Regions from separate parts of the Mus musculus genome. Here all the other regions are linked to region 2. Evidence: chromatin contacts called from public HiChIP or PLAC-seq data. All regions are on one chromosome and are shown on one strand. Each heading gives the region's core, a stretch centred on a gene start, on an enhancer-like site or on the middle of the called end of the contact. The rest is flanking DNA. Distances are from core to core; before and after follow the strand shown.

The links. HiChIP or PLAC-seq counts read pairs in DNA pulled down with a chosen protein or histone mark.
Region 1: an H3K27ac HiChIP or PLAC-seq map of stem cell-derived neural progenitor cells shows a contact between it and region 2, with 4 times the contacts expected there. The contact joins two enhancer-like sites. A contact is called at or near these places in 3 of 39 promoter capture datasets (hippocampal neurons, liver and stem cell-derived epiblast-like cells), 1 of 15 datasets of contacts at CTCF or cohesin (the NIH/3T3 cell line), 35 of 484 Hi-C or Micro-C datasets (the 3T3-L1 cell line, the AML12 cell line, B cells and 22 more), 11 of 115 datasets of contacts at active chromatin or transcription factors (acute myeloid leukemia, bone marrow-derived macrophages, embryonic hindbrain and 7 more) and 1 of 9 other capture datasets (embryonic stem cells).
Region 3: an H3K27ac HiChIP or PLAC-seq map of neural progenitor cells shows a contact between it and region 2, with 3 times the contacts expected there. The contact joins two enhancer-like sites. A contact is called at or near these places in 5 of 115 datasets of contacts at active chromatin or transcription factors (bone marrow-derived macrophages, embryonic stem cells, kidney and 1 more).

The regions. Positions count from the first base shown.
Region 1 is chr16:37,961,340-37,965,345 of GRCm38.p6, forward strand. The region is part of intron 3 of Gpr156 (G protein-coupled receptor 156); the gene reads left to right. Among named protein-coding and RNA genes, the nearest start is that of Gm36225, 25 kb to the right of the region's middle. Within about 2 kb of position 2,057, at least 80 of the 459 cell types and tissues checked have an H3K27ac peak or open chromatin away from gene starts, as enhancers often do. A contact at or near this core is called in the HPC-7 cell line, brown adipocytes, kidney and 6 more, where this site is marked.
Region 2 is chr16:37,683,351-37,686,975 of GRCm38.p6, forward strand. Gm35833 (a long non-coding RNA gene) reads left to right here. Exons shown (of 3, transcript XR_876061.1): 2 at 1-157; 3 at 1,033-1,948. Among named protein-coding and RNA genes, the nearest start is that of Gm35833, 4.4 kb to the left of the region's middle. Within about 2 kb of position 1,516, at least 216 of the 459 cell types and tissues checked have an H3K27ac peak or open chromatin away from gene starts, as enhancers often do. A contact at or near this core is called in the HPC-7 cell line, brown adipocytes, kidney and 6 more, where this site is marked.
Region 3 is chr16:37,992,395-37,996,428 of GRCm38.p6, forward strand. All of the region lies in intron 8 of Gpr156 (G protein-coupled receptor 156), which reads left to right. Among named protein-coding and RNA genes, the nearest start is that of Gm36225, 6.2 kb to the left of the region's middle. Within about 2 kb of position 2,432, at least 142 of the 459 cell types and tissues checked have an H3K27ac peak or open chromatin away from gene starts, as enhancers often do. A contact at or near this core is called in neural progenitor cells, where this site is marked.

The sequences.
Region 1 (4,006 bases), core at 807-3,306, 280 kb after region 2:
GTGAGCCATCATGAGGTTACTGGGATTTGAACTCAGGACCTTCGGAAGGGCAGTTGGTGCTCTTACCCACTGAGCCATTTCACGAGCCCTAAATATGTAATCTTAAAACAACAATAGCTTTTCTATTGGCCTCCAAAGAGCATCATGAAGAAAGTGAAGTGAGCTTATTGAATGAAGGGGCTGCAGAAGTAGCCCAGTGGTTAAGAGCCAGATACTGTCCTACCTGCTGTTCCAGAGGACCCAGGTTCAATTCCCAGCACTCACTTAGCAGCTCACAGCTGCCTGTAACTACAGTTCCAGGGGATCTGACACCTTCACCCAGACAGACATACAAACAGACAGACAGAGAGATGGGCAGATGGGCAGATGGACAGACACACAGGCAAAAACACCAATGCACATAAAAGGAAAACAAATCATAAAAAAGAAAATGTTTTAAAATTGTATATTGGGTAAAGGACTTCTACCTGGAAATTTGAAGAGTACTTACAACCAGATGGCTCAGCAGTTAAGAGCACTGACTGCCCTTCCGAAGGTCCTGAGTTCAAATCCCAGCAACCACATGGTGGCTCACAACCATCCGTAATGAGATCTGACGCCCTCTTGTGGAGTGTCTGAAGACAGCTACAGTGAACTTGCATATAATAAATAAATGAATCTTTTAAAAAACAGACAAACAAAAAAAAAAGACAAAAACCTAGCTCTGTCCACCGTGTTTCGAGACAGTAGACTCATACAGAGCATAAGCTCGCTCTTGTGATAAAGATTGCAAATTGGTTGAGCCACCTTGGAAAACAGTGTAGGTGGGCCGGGAGTCTGATACATGTATCAAAATGCATCAAGGCACCACTTCACACCCACTGGGGTGGCTGTAATAAAAGAGTTAGCCGGTGGTTTTGGGTATTTATGGTGGAGTTATAACACTCACGTCCTATGAGTGGGAAGGTAAAATAGTTCAGTTGCTATGCATGTCCTTTGAGAGTCCCCCAAAATGTTGAATGGCAATGATTAAATTCCTAGATCTATATCTGAGAAATAGAAATGAAAGTGTACTTCCACATCAAAACTTGTAAATGGATGTCCACTGCATTACCAATGATGGCTCCAAAGTGGAAATAGCTAACCCAGGTATCAGGTTTAAAAGCCAGGTACGAAGTGTCCTGCACTGTACGCTTCCCCTTCATAAGAAACCCTTTGAAGTCAGAATTCACTAATTATAGTGCTAAAGTCAGTGCAGTGTCTTGCCTTTAGCAAGAGGCAAAGGCAACAATTATGATGTGGTGGTAATGTTTTCGTTTTTGGACTTGGGTTATCACCACATAGATATTCGCTTTACAGTAATTCACAAAACTACACATTTAAAAAATAGATTTCTCGGGCTGGTGAGATGGCTCAGTGGGTAAGAGCACCCGACTGCTCTTCTGAAGGTCCAGAGTTCAAATCCCAGCAACCACATGGTGGCTCACAACCATCTGTAACGAGATCTGACGCCCTCTTCTGAAGACAGCTACAGTGTACTTACATGTAATAAATAAATAAATCTTTAAAAAAAAATAGATTTCTTGGCTGGGCAGTGGTGGCACATGCCTTTAATCTCAGCACTTGGGAGGCAAAGGCAGATGGATCTCTGAGTTTAAGGCTAGCCTGAATTACAGAGTGAGTTTCCAGGACAGCCAGGGCTACACAGAGAAACCTTGTCTTGTTAAAAGAAAAAAAGGAAAAAAAGAAAAGGAGAGGAGAGGAAGAGGAAGAGGAAGAGGAAGAAAAGAAAGAAAGGAATCTGTAATTATAAGAGTCCTGGACAGGAAGTAGCTGTACCTTCAGGGGACGAACTATGAAACACAAAGACCAAGAGTCAACTTCCAAGCACCCCATTTAAATAATTCAAGATGTCATGAGCACTGTGCTCCCCTGAATTCACACATGACTAACTGTATGTGTCCTAATGTGACTGTATTTGGAGACAGCATTTTTAAAGTTAAATGAAGTTAAACTGGGTCACAGCACTAGTCCCTTAAGGCTGTTGTGCAAAGAGCAAAGATCGCAGAAGCACCTGCAGCTCCAGAAAACCGCCTGCAAGGACTCCACAGACAAGCAGCTGTCTTCGAGCCAAGAAGGGGTGCTTCCCTACAAAACAGCCTTGCCTGAGACGTGATCCTGGGCTTCCAACCTCCTGGATTGTGAGAAAAAATCATCAACTCTGTGGCGTTTTGTCAGGACAGTAAGCGTAGGATAGTGTGGCAGATACTCGAAAGGATTCAGCTGCCTTTCCTCTGACCAAATCAACATATCAAGATTTAGTCAAACGTTTCCTGTTTCCTTTGCTTTTGGAAATGTAACCGAATATCCACGTTTGATTGGAGTACTAACTAGATTTGAAAACAGTCTGACATTAATCCAATCCTGATCCCTCCCCGTGCCTCCCTTCTTCCCATGAGGCTTGGGGCTTACTTTTATCTGTAAAATAAATTACTTCACCAGATAGTAAACATATTTTCAAGCATTTTGAATTTTGCAGCTCTCAATGGCAATGGCAAGTGACTCTCCTCCCTCCCCCACCCACACTGTGTGTGTGTGTGTGTGTGTGTGTGTGTTGTGTGTGATGGCAAGTGACTCTTTTCTCCCTTCCTCCCCCTTCCTCCCCCTCCCTCCGTGTGTGTGTGTGTGTGTGTGTGTGTGTGTCCCTCTCCCTCCCTCTCCCCCCTCTCTTTCTCTGTGTGTGTGTGTCTGTGTGTCTGTCTGTGTGTGTGTGAGTCTGTATGTATGTGTCTCTCTGTAGTGGTGGAGCAGTGATCGCCATGCTAATCTATTCACAATGACCTTTGTTTCTATCTGACTGAGCAGATGTAGGAATTAATCATTGTCACTCCTGGATGGCGCAGCTGCAGCTGTCCCCCCGCTGCCTTTCTTGCCCCTGATAGATTTATTAGTATGTTTTGTTTGTTGGAAAACATGCCTCAGCAGAAAAGAACTAGAAAATTGGAGTCACTTATCTGTAAGTATAGATTTCTAGAAACCTTTTTTTTTTCCCCTACACATCTTTAAATACACACCCTGGACCTTTAACAGAAAATAGGAGAGGAGGAGAAAGAGCAGAAAGTAATACCAACTGGCCACACTGTTTCTGGGACACCACGATGACTCTTTCCCTTCTGAACTTTCACTCCAAAGTGACATGGCCTCCAGCCTAGGATTGCAAGGAACCAAGTTCCCTTCAGTCCCCTCCCCCAGAACCTGGAAAAATTCCTTGGCTCTGGGCCTGAGAAAATTGACAGCCTGGGTTTATTTGGCACTAAATTTCATTTTCTGGCAGGGCCATCTACAACCTTCAAACTATAAACTGAGCCCCAGACAGTTCTATTGTGCAGATGTTCCTACAGCTCCTACAGATCAACCCCTGGTGACCCTGGCACCAGCCTGGATGGACATTAAAGTAGCTATGACCCTTTGGATATTAGAACTTGGCCCTAAATCCCAGTGGAGCTTCGTGAGCCTGGGCTTTTGACTGTTTTCATTCCGGTGCCTGGACAGCGACCTAATCTGGTCAACACATCTTTAGGTAGAGAATGTGTCCCAAGAGCCTCCAAAGCAGTTCAGCATACCCTGAGCAAAGGCTAAAGGGAGCAGACCATACCTGTCAAGATCTGTTCATTCCTTTCTGATGCCCCATTGTCTGCCCAGAATCTTAGTGCTGGGGAAGATGTCCCAGCCAGCCTGGACCTATCTGTCCCCACCCTGAAGGTTTTCAGCCTGATAGACTTAAGCATATTTACAGTCTGCTCTTTTGTGAGCTCTCTCCATCCTTTTCTTTCCCTGAATGACCCCTGGTCATACACATCCTTGTGCATTCATTCAGTCCTTGCTCACACTGCCCATGATTTCAAGTTTTCAGCATCTGGCTGTGGGTCTGCCCAGACTCCAGAATCTAAACTCTTGTCATTTAAATTCTTTGGCTACCATATAAAACTCCATGCTGACAATATTTTTACCTCTGGTAATAACACCA
Region 2 (3,625 bases), core at 266-2,765:
TCAACCAGCTGGATGGTGAGAGGAAAACGTGGAGGTTGGCAGAAGGACAAAGGAAAGGCGGCTACCTCGTCCTGAGGGAACGAAAGAGCAAGTGGCCATTTCCGGAGAGCTGCACTGCTCCCTGCAAGGCTGTGAACCAATGGTGGTTTGCCTTCAGGTTAACAAAAGAAAAGGAATCCTTTGGATGTTTGCCCAGAGCCTTTGAAAATAACCTCATGCTACCACCCTGAACAATGTTTTAGGGACATTTAGGGACCCTGAAAGAGGCATAGCTCTTTTATGAAAGGAAAGTTGCTTGTTTTGTTTTGAGACTGGTTCTCACTTTGCAGACCAGGCTGGCCTCTGCCACTGTGCCTCTCCCGGTAAATTGCTAATTTGTGAAGAGGAGGTTTTGAAGAGAAGGGGAGGGGGCATAAGACGGTCCATTCGGGGGGAACAAGCATCCTAGTCACACATCTGAAAATCTGCCCCTCCTTCACGTGATGCTCATACCCTCTGCCTATTGCCCAGGGGTCTCCCTTGCTAACCCAGGACCACTCCCCACGGGTGTGGCTGCTCCAGTCAACAGCTGCTAGCTCCTATATTCTGTTCCTGTTGCTTCAACGCTGGAGGTCCTTCTTTGTCTCTCCCTCAACCGCTGCCTCTGGACTTGGCATTTCTCATACAGAAGGCTAGCCTTTGTGTCCTTTAGGAAGGACAGGGCTTCTACCTTGTTTAATATCAACCTTAAGGAGAGGAGACGAGAGAAGAGGGGGAGAGGCCGGGAAGGAGGGGGAGACAGAGACAAAGAGGGGGAGGGGAGAGAAAGGAAGAGATAATGAGGAGAGGGAAGAAGGAAGGGAGGAAAGGAGGGAGGAGAGACAGACAGACACACACACACACACACAGAGAGAGAGAGAGGGGGGAGAGGGAGAGGGAGAGAGAGAGAGAGAGAGAGAGAGAGAGAGAGAGAGAGAGAGAGAGAGATTTTTTCTTCTGTCTTTCAGAGAACATTCTGCTCTTGCTGTTCTCAGTTCTTCCTGTCTTTTGCAGAGCTTAAGACCGAGGGGAGAGGGAAGGAAAGGAGAGCCGGGTGCGTCTTCGCTGCTATGGAGTTGGATGGCTTATTTTGGATGGCTTCCTATCTAGACCCGGCAGGCCCGCCCCCTAAGCAAAGAGGCCTTGTTTAATGCCAGCGTCACATTTGAGGCAAGAAGATGAAAGTTCAGAAAAAGTCCCCCTTTTTAGGAATTTTTGCAGCACTTTTATTTGCGTGACACATATTAAAAAAAAAAAAAAAAAGTCTGTTCGGCTACCCTCCTGCATGCCCTCCCATTAGCATGGCCCCTTCATAACTGCCTCCTCTGGGCCTTGGGACCTTGGCAATCAGTCAGGGCATTTAAGCTCTGGCATTAGGCAGCAGGATTTGGAAAAGCCAAGACCTTGGGAAAGAAAATAAAAGTCTTAAGTGGTCAAAGCTGGGGTTACGTAATCCTATTTCTCTTGGGATCCAGATGGTAACGTTCTTCAGGGCAGCCAGTAGGGGGAGCTCAGGACGTTTATCAGAACTCCAGCGATCCGATGGTCAGGAGCCAAGTCAAGGCACAAATAAAACAATGAACCTTTGTGGTTTCTCTTCAGCTCTTAATCCCGAGAGGCTTCAACCCGGACAGCCTGATTCCCACCCTGAAGGACCCAGCGACCTTCTCCCAGGACGCCTTAATAGGTTTTCCGGAGTCTGTAGACTCAAATCCCCCGCCCCCTCCTCCTAAGTCTCTCATCGGTTTCCCAGGCTCTTGTGGGCTCCGTGCCTTTCTTTTGTCTTCCTGACTTTCTTGTGTCTAAGTTTCTTTCTTGTTTCTCTTCACTATCCTCGAGTCACTAGTAAAACCTACGAAAAATGCAAGGGGGTGAGCCCACCCCCAGACAAATACATCAAAGCCCCGCACTTTGAATAAAATCTAAAACACGCTGGTAAGCAAAAATGGCGAAGTCCGCCACCACGTGGCCGTGAGGTCGCATCTTTCAAGTCCTTGTCTTTGCATAAGCGGCCCTTTGCTACCCCACAGTGACTTCGGTCTGTCTCTTAACTTCCAGGACTGGGTCTCCTGGGTATTTTAGAGAAGGCACTGTCAGCTTAAAGCGGATAACTCCAGTTGTGGGGTTTCTGATTTTTGAACAACAGTCTCCTGAACAGTTCCAGAGCACAATGGAATTTTTAGAGTTAGGGACTGCTGTGATCCAGATAAGAAGTGGAAAAGCAGTTTTGCTCTCTGCCTAACTCTCCCTTGATCTGTGAGGTTCAGGTTCTCTGGGTGTGGGGGGGCCAGAACTTTTTCCTTTTCATTTGTTTTGAGATAAGGCCTCATATAGCCCAGGTTGGCTTGAACTCACTGTGTATCCAAGGCTATCCTTGCATTTCTGATTTTTCTGCCTTCTCCTAAGTGCTAGGATTAAAGGCATGTACCACACCCCAGGCCAAGTACCTACCTTTATTTACAGAACATTTCTCTTGGGGAACCTTGTATTTCTCTTCAAACTTGCAATTACTTGTGTGTGTGTGTGTGTGTGTGTGTGTGTGTGTGTGTGTGTATCTTTGAAGAAAATAGAGATTACATTCTCTTCCTGGGCTTTTAGACCCTAGGGAATCTAGAAAACATGGCTAAGCATGTTTGTAAAATGCCGGAAGATTGTATGCCAGTCAACTAGCAGAAGCTGCTTGGCCTGAAGCTCAAAGAGGCACTGAGGAGGCATGCTCTCTCTCAAATCTGATGCTGTGGTGGTGTGACTATTGTAGCCTCCTAATTGATGGCTCTCCTAATTGATGGCCCTCCTAATCCCATGGCCCCACCTCCCATTCCACTAATAGTCACATGAGTCCCTGAGAGGAAGAAACTAATTAGATTGGATAGGGCATGATACCCTTCGAGTTAGCCATGCTAGCTTTCTCCAGGAGCCAAGAACGGAAGGAAGCTGAGGTCTTGTCTAAGTCCTTGCCTTGCTAGTACTAGGCGGCTGCTCTCTCTCATTTCCTAGTTCCAGATGCTAATAGGGCTACGTGTAAGATCCAGGTAGGAGGTAGAGGGCAAACAGTCAATGTGACTCAATCCAGCATTAACAGCACCCTTTGCAGGGCCTTGGCCGGCTACAAAGACTGAATGAGACAGGTCTGCCCTGAATATAAATGCTCCCATTGCACACCTCTCCAGTATCTCTGAAGGAGAATAAAAGATGAAACTGCCACAACTCCTCCCTCCCCCCAGTACTGCCAAATAGGAGCATCATCAGGCAGGCTGCCTCTGCAGCACAATCCATAATCGCTCTGACTTCCAGAAGAACAACAATGAAAGTTACATTGCATTCTAAATTAAGCTTTGCATCACTCTGGAAACTAACAAAGAACCCCTTCCTACAGACTCAGCTCCTAAATTAAACATTGTGTCCTTGTACAGCTGTTTCAAATGCTGTTTCAAATTCAAAGACGGAAATGCTCCTTAGGTAGGGAAGAGAGGCGGGTCTCTAAGAAAAGAGATGGGGAAGGGGCTCCGTGGAGACAGGAGCACTGTGGTCAAGTAGTGGAGCAGCTGGGGAAAGATGTAATCAAGCAGGCGAGTGGATAAGATATGTTTCTAAAATTATGGGGTCT
Region 3 (4,034 bases), core at 1,182-3,681, 310 kb after region 2:
GGTGACCTCACCCCTACTTCCCACCCAGCCCCCACTCTGATCAACCCCTCTTTTGTGTCTTTTCAGTCCTTGAGATAGTTTTTTCTTTTTTTCACTAGTCTAAGAGAAAAGACTTTTTTTTTCTTTTTAAATGTTTTGATACGTAGCCTCGGAACTTACAGTGTAGCCCAGGCTAACTTTCAAGAGAATAGCCTTCCCCCCCTCCCCTTTCTAATTTGGGATTGCAGGTTCATAGAAAAATGTCTGCTTCATGACAGGGAATGGTTTTCCTAGCCAGGTGTGGTCGTGTGCCCCTATAATCTCAATACCTGGGAGATGGAGGCAGGAGATAAGGCCATCCTTGGCTACATAGTAAGCTTTCCCTTTCTTCTTATTGGAGGGAAACACAGAATCTCCTTTTTTATGAAAGGGAGAGGTTTTAATGTATTTCCTATTGCAGAGGTTAAGAATAAAATCAAATAAAGGAGGGCGGAAGCAGAGGTCGGGCATAGAGAGGTAGAAGGAACCCTTAAGCCCAGGGGAAGTGCTGGTGGTTGTTTTCTGAGCTGATGGGCTGCAGGCCCTCATCCATCACCTTAACGACCTAGCCACTGGATGTTTTCGTTTTCTCTCCTGCTCTTCTTCCCCCTGAGGCTAGCCCCGTTCTGATCCCCCTTCCTGGAGTGAAAACTAATGATTCATTCCACTGCTGACTGATAGAAGGTTACAGTCAACTTCCGGATGCATGGGCACTCCAGTCTCCTTTCTGCTCACTAATTCTCAACAAAACATTCGACCAAATATAAGCATGGTGGGGGGCGGGAGGAGGTGGGGTGGGGACTTGAGCATCTACATGAGTCTCTGTGGCTGGGTGCAGCCTTTGTACCATAAGCAGAGAAACTTTTGCAGCATCTTGTTGTTGTAGGAACTGGGCTGAAGAAGGCCCCTTAGAAATAGAGGCTCATTGTCTGGGATGCCGGAAGAGTGGGGGTGGTGTGTGTGTGGGGTGGCTAGGGGTTGGGGCTGGGGGTGGGGGTCCTTCTTCCTGGGAGATGGGAGGCAAAGAGAAACTTTTGGGCCTCCTAGACTTCTTTCCCTGCTCCTTTCCTTTCTTGTTTGCCTAGAAAAGAACTAAGCATTTGCTCTGTCAGCCTCCCTTACAGCTAGAGGTGTCCCCAGAACATCATTTGGAACACTAGAGGTTGCCTAGAAGGCTTCTGAGAGACAGACTTTGTACTGTCCTGGGGGCGACGGGGAGCAGGCTGAGACTGTTGATATATCCCTTTTATGTTCTCTCTGCCTTGAATATATGTAATGTCTGGTGTGATGGCAGTCGGCTTATGATCAATAAACTATATTTATTACACTAGGAGACTCTAGTTCCTTCCATGTAAGGGTATACATTCAGGAGGAGAGGTCTCTTAAGGAAAACACACAGGTACAAAAGTGAACAAGCCTCTGAAGATTTCGTGACGATGCCTTCTTCCGCAGTAGAAAATGTTCCAAGCTATTTATTTTGCTTGGTCAATAGGATTCCAAGGACATTGCCTCTTTTCAACAAAAGTAAACCACAAGGCCAGGAATCTAGTCTTAGATGATGAAATATTGAACAGGGATTTAAAAAAATGATGTTAGGTTGAACTGAAGCACTGAGTGGGCAATCTGGACACTACAAAAGTATTGAGCTAAGAAATGAAGGAAGCAAAAGACAGAGAAAAATAAGAGACTGATTAAAAAATATAAAGAATATGAAGAATCGGTCTAGGGGCGAAGTTCATCTCTGAAGGAGGGGGAGGGAGAGAGGAGGGAAACAGGAAGGGAAGGGGGGGGAGGAAGGCAGAAGGGGAGAAGGGGAGAAAGAACTTATCACCAAGAAATTTTAAAGGAAAGGCTTTCTGATTTGAGCAAAATGCCCTTTGAAAATGGAGGGAATCCACAACCTCCCTGCATGGTCCTAGTTTGGTTTCTGCTCCTCGCTCTAACCCTGTGCATCCTGAGCCTCAGACACAAGCATTCTGCTTCCTCCTTCCCCTCCCTCCCTCCCTCCCTCCCTCCCTCCCTCCCTCCCTCCCTCCCTCCCTCCCTCCCTTCCTTCCTCCCTCCCTCCCTTTCTCTCTCTCTCTCTTTTCCCTCTTAAACTGACCATGGTATGAGACTAAACCATATCTTATAGTATTGTAGATTTAGGGTCTAAGTTCTTTTCATCAGAGAAAAATGACCGAGGTCTGTCCCTAAACTGATTTCATCTCTGGCCCAAAGATGTTTGGCAGAAGCATGGCTTTCCTTGTGAGACTCACACTGAGTCCCCAGGGCGGTGAGACAGCTGAGCACATTATGGGAGTGTCCCAGGGAACCTGGGAGAGGATCGGTTGGTAGCTGCAGGGAGATGAGTCCCCGGCTGGCCAGAGCCTTCAGATCTGCTGTGACTTAGAAGCGTCTCTAGGCAGCGCTAGAGAGCAGGGTGAAGCGAATATAAGGCAAAAAGCTTGTACACACATGGGCTGTCAGGAAATGCCTGGGTGTATCTGATGCCAAGCGCTGAGGTCATCGCCAGCCATTAGACAACCCCTGCTTCTGCGACCTGAGCGTGACCCATCCCCCAACTCCCATCCCCCACCCTTCCATTCCGTTCCGAAAGACAAAATTCCAAGGACATTTGCTTTTCCTGCCCAGCGTACACGACACACTTAGGATTTGTCCCCTTTATCTAGGAACCACAAGACTGGAGAATTGTACAGAAAAGCTTCCTTCACTTATTCAGGTATCCTTTGGTCACATCTTAGCCACTGTGGACATGTGGTGAAGCACAGGGCCCTTCGCCTCCTTAAGTCTCATAGGGAGTATTCATAAGAAGAATTACAATGTGCATTGAATGCTTTGGAAGCCTCCCCAGACTTTGCTAAAACTTGTGGCATCTTCACATCAAACGAGCGTTGGAGGACAGTCTTGAGAGAATAGCAGCAAGCAGATCGGAAGAGATAAGACAAAATATGAGAAAGAGCTCCCAATAGTGGGAGGAGCTCCAAGGACGGAATATCCCTTTTCATCTTATCATTTTAAAAATTATTTTACTTGTGTGTATGTGTGTGTGCATATGCATACGTATATGTGCATGGGCGTATGATGTGTGTACATGCCATGGGCGTGGATGGAGACCAGAGGGCAACTCAAAGGAGAAGTTAATTCTCTCCTTCCACTAGGGGGGGGGGGTCTCTGGGATTGAACCCAGGTCACCAGGCCTAGCAGCAAGCATCCTTACCCACTGTGCCATCTTGCCTCTTTGCTAAAGTCGACTTTATTTGTATTTTTTTATGTGTATGAATGTTTTGCCTGCATGTATGTCTTTGTACCAGGTGCATTATTGGTGCCCACAGAAGCCAAAACAGAGTACGAGATCCCCTGGAACGGAACAGACAGTTGCGAGCCACCATTCCTGTGCTGGGAACCAACCTGGGATCCCCTGGATCCTCTGCAGCTCTGAGCTTCTAGGAGCACGGCGTGGCCTGTTACAGATGACGCTGTACTCCCACAGGAGTTCCTGTGGCTGCTCTAATAGGTGCCAATGGCTTTGAGCAGAACAAATGTAGTATCTTGCAGTTCTGTAGGGCAAGTATCAAAAATGGGCTTTATTTGACTGAAACCAAGGTATCACCTGATCTACAATTTTTTTTTTTTTCAGAAAAGGGGGGACTCCATTTCCTGACTATTTCAGCTTTTAAAGACTACTTGCCTTCTTTAAGGCCCTTCCTTCCCTTTCAGACCCAGCAATGGGGCATTCTAATGGCTGCCCTTCCTTCTCTTTCTTTCCACCTTCTCTGGCCCTCCTCCCTCTCTCCATCCCAGCTCCTCTCATTCTTGAGACAGGGTTTCTCTGTATAGCCCTGACTGTCCTGGAACTCACAGAGATCTGCCTGCCTCTGCCTCACAAGTGCTGAGATTAAAGGCGTGCGCCACCACCCTCATCAGGCTCCTCCTTCTCTCTTATATGGACTCTGGTAATGACATTGACTCCACCTGAATACTCCAGAATAATTGTTCCATCCCCAAGCCTTAAC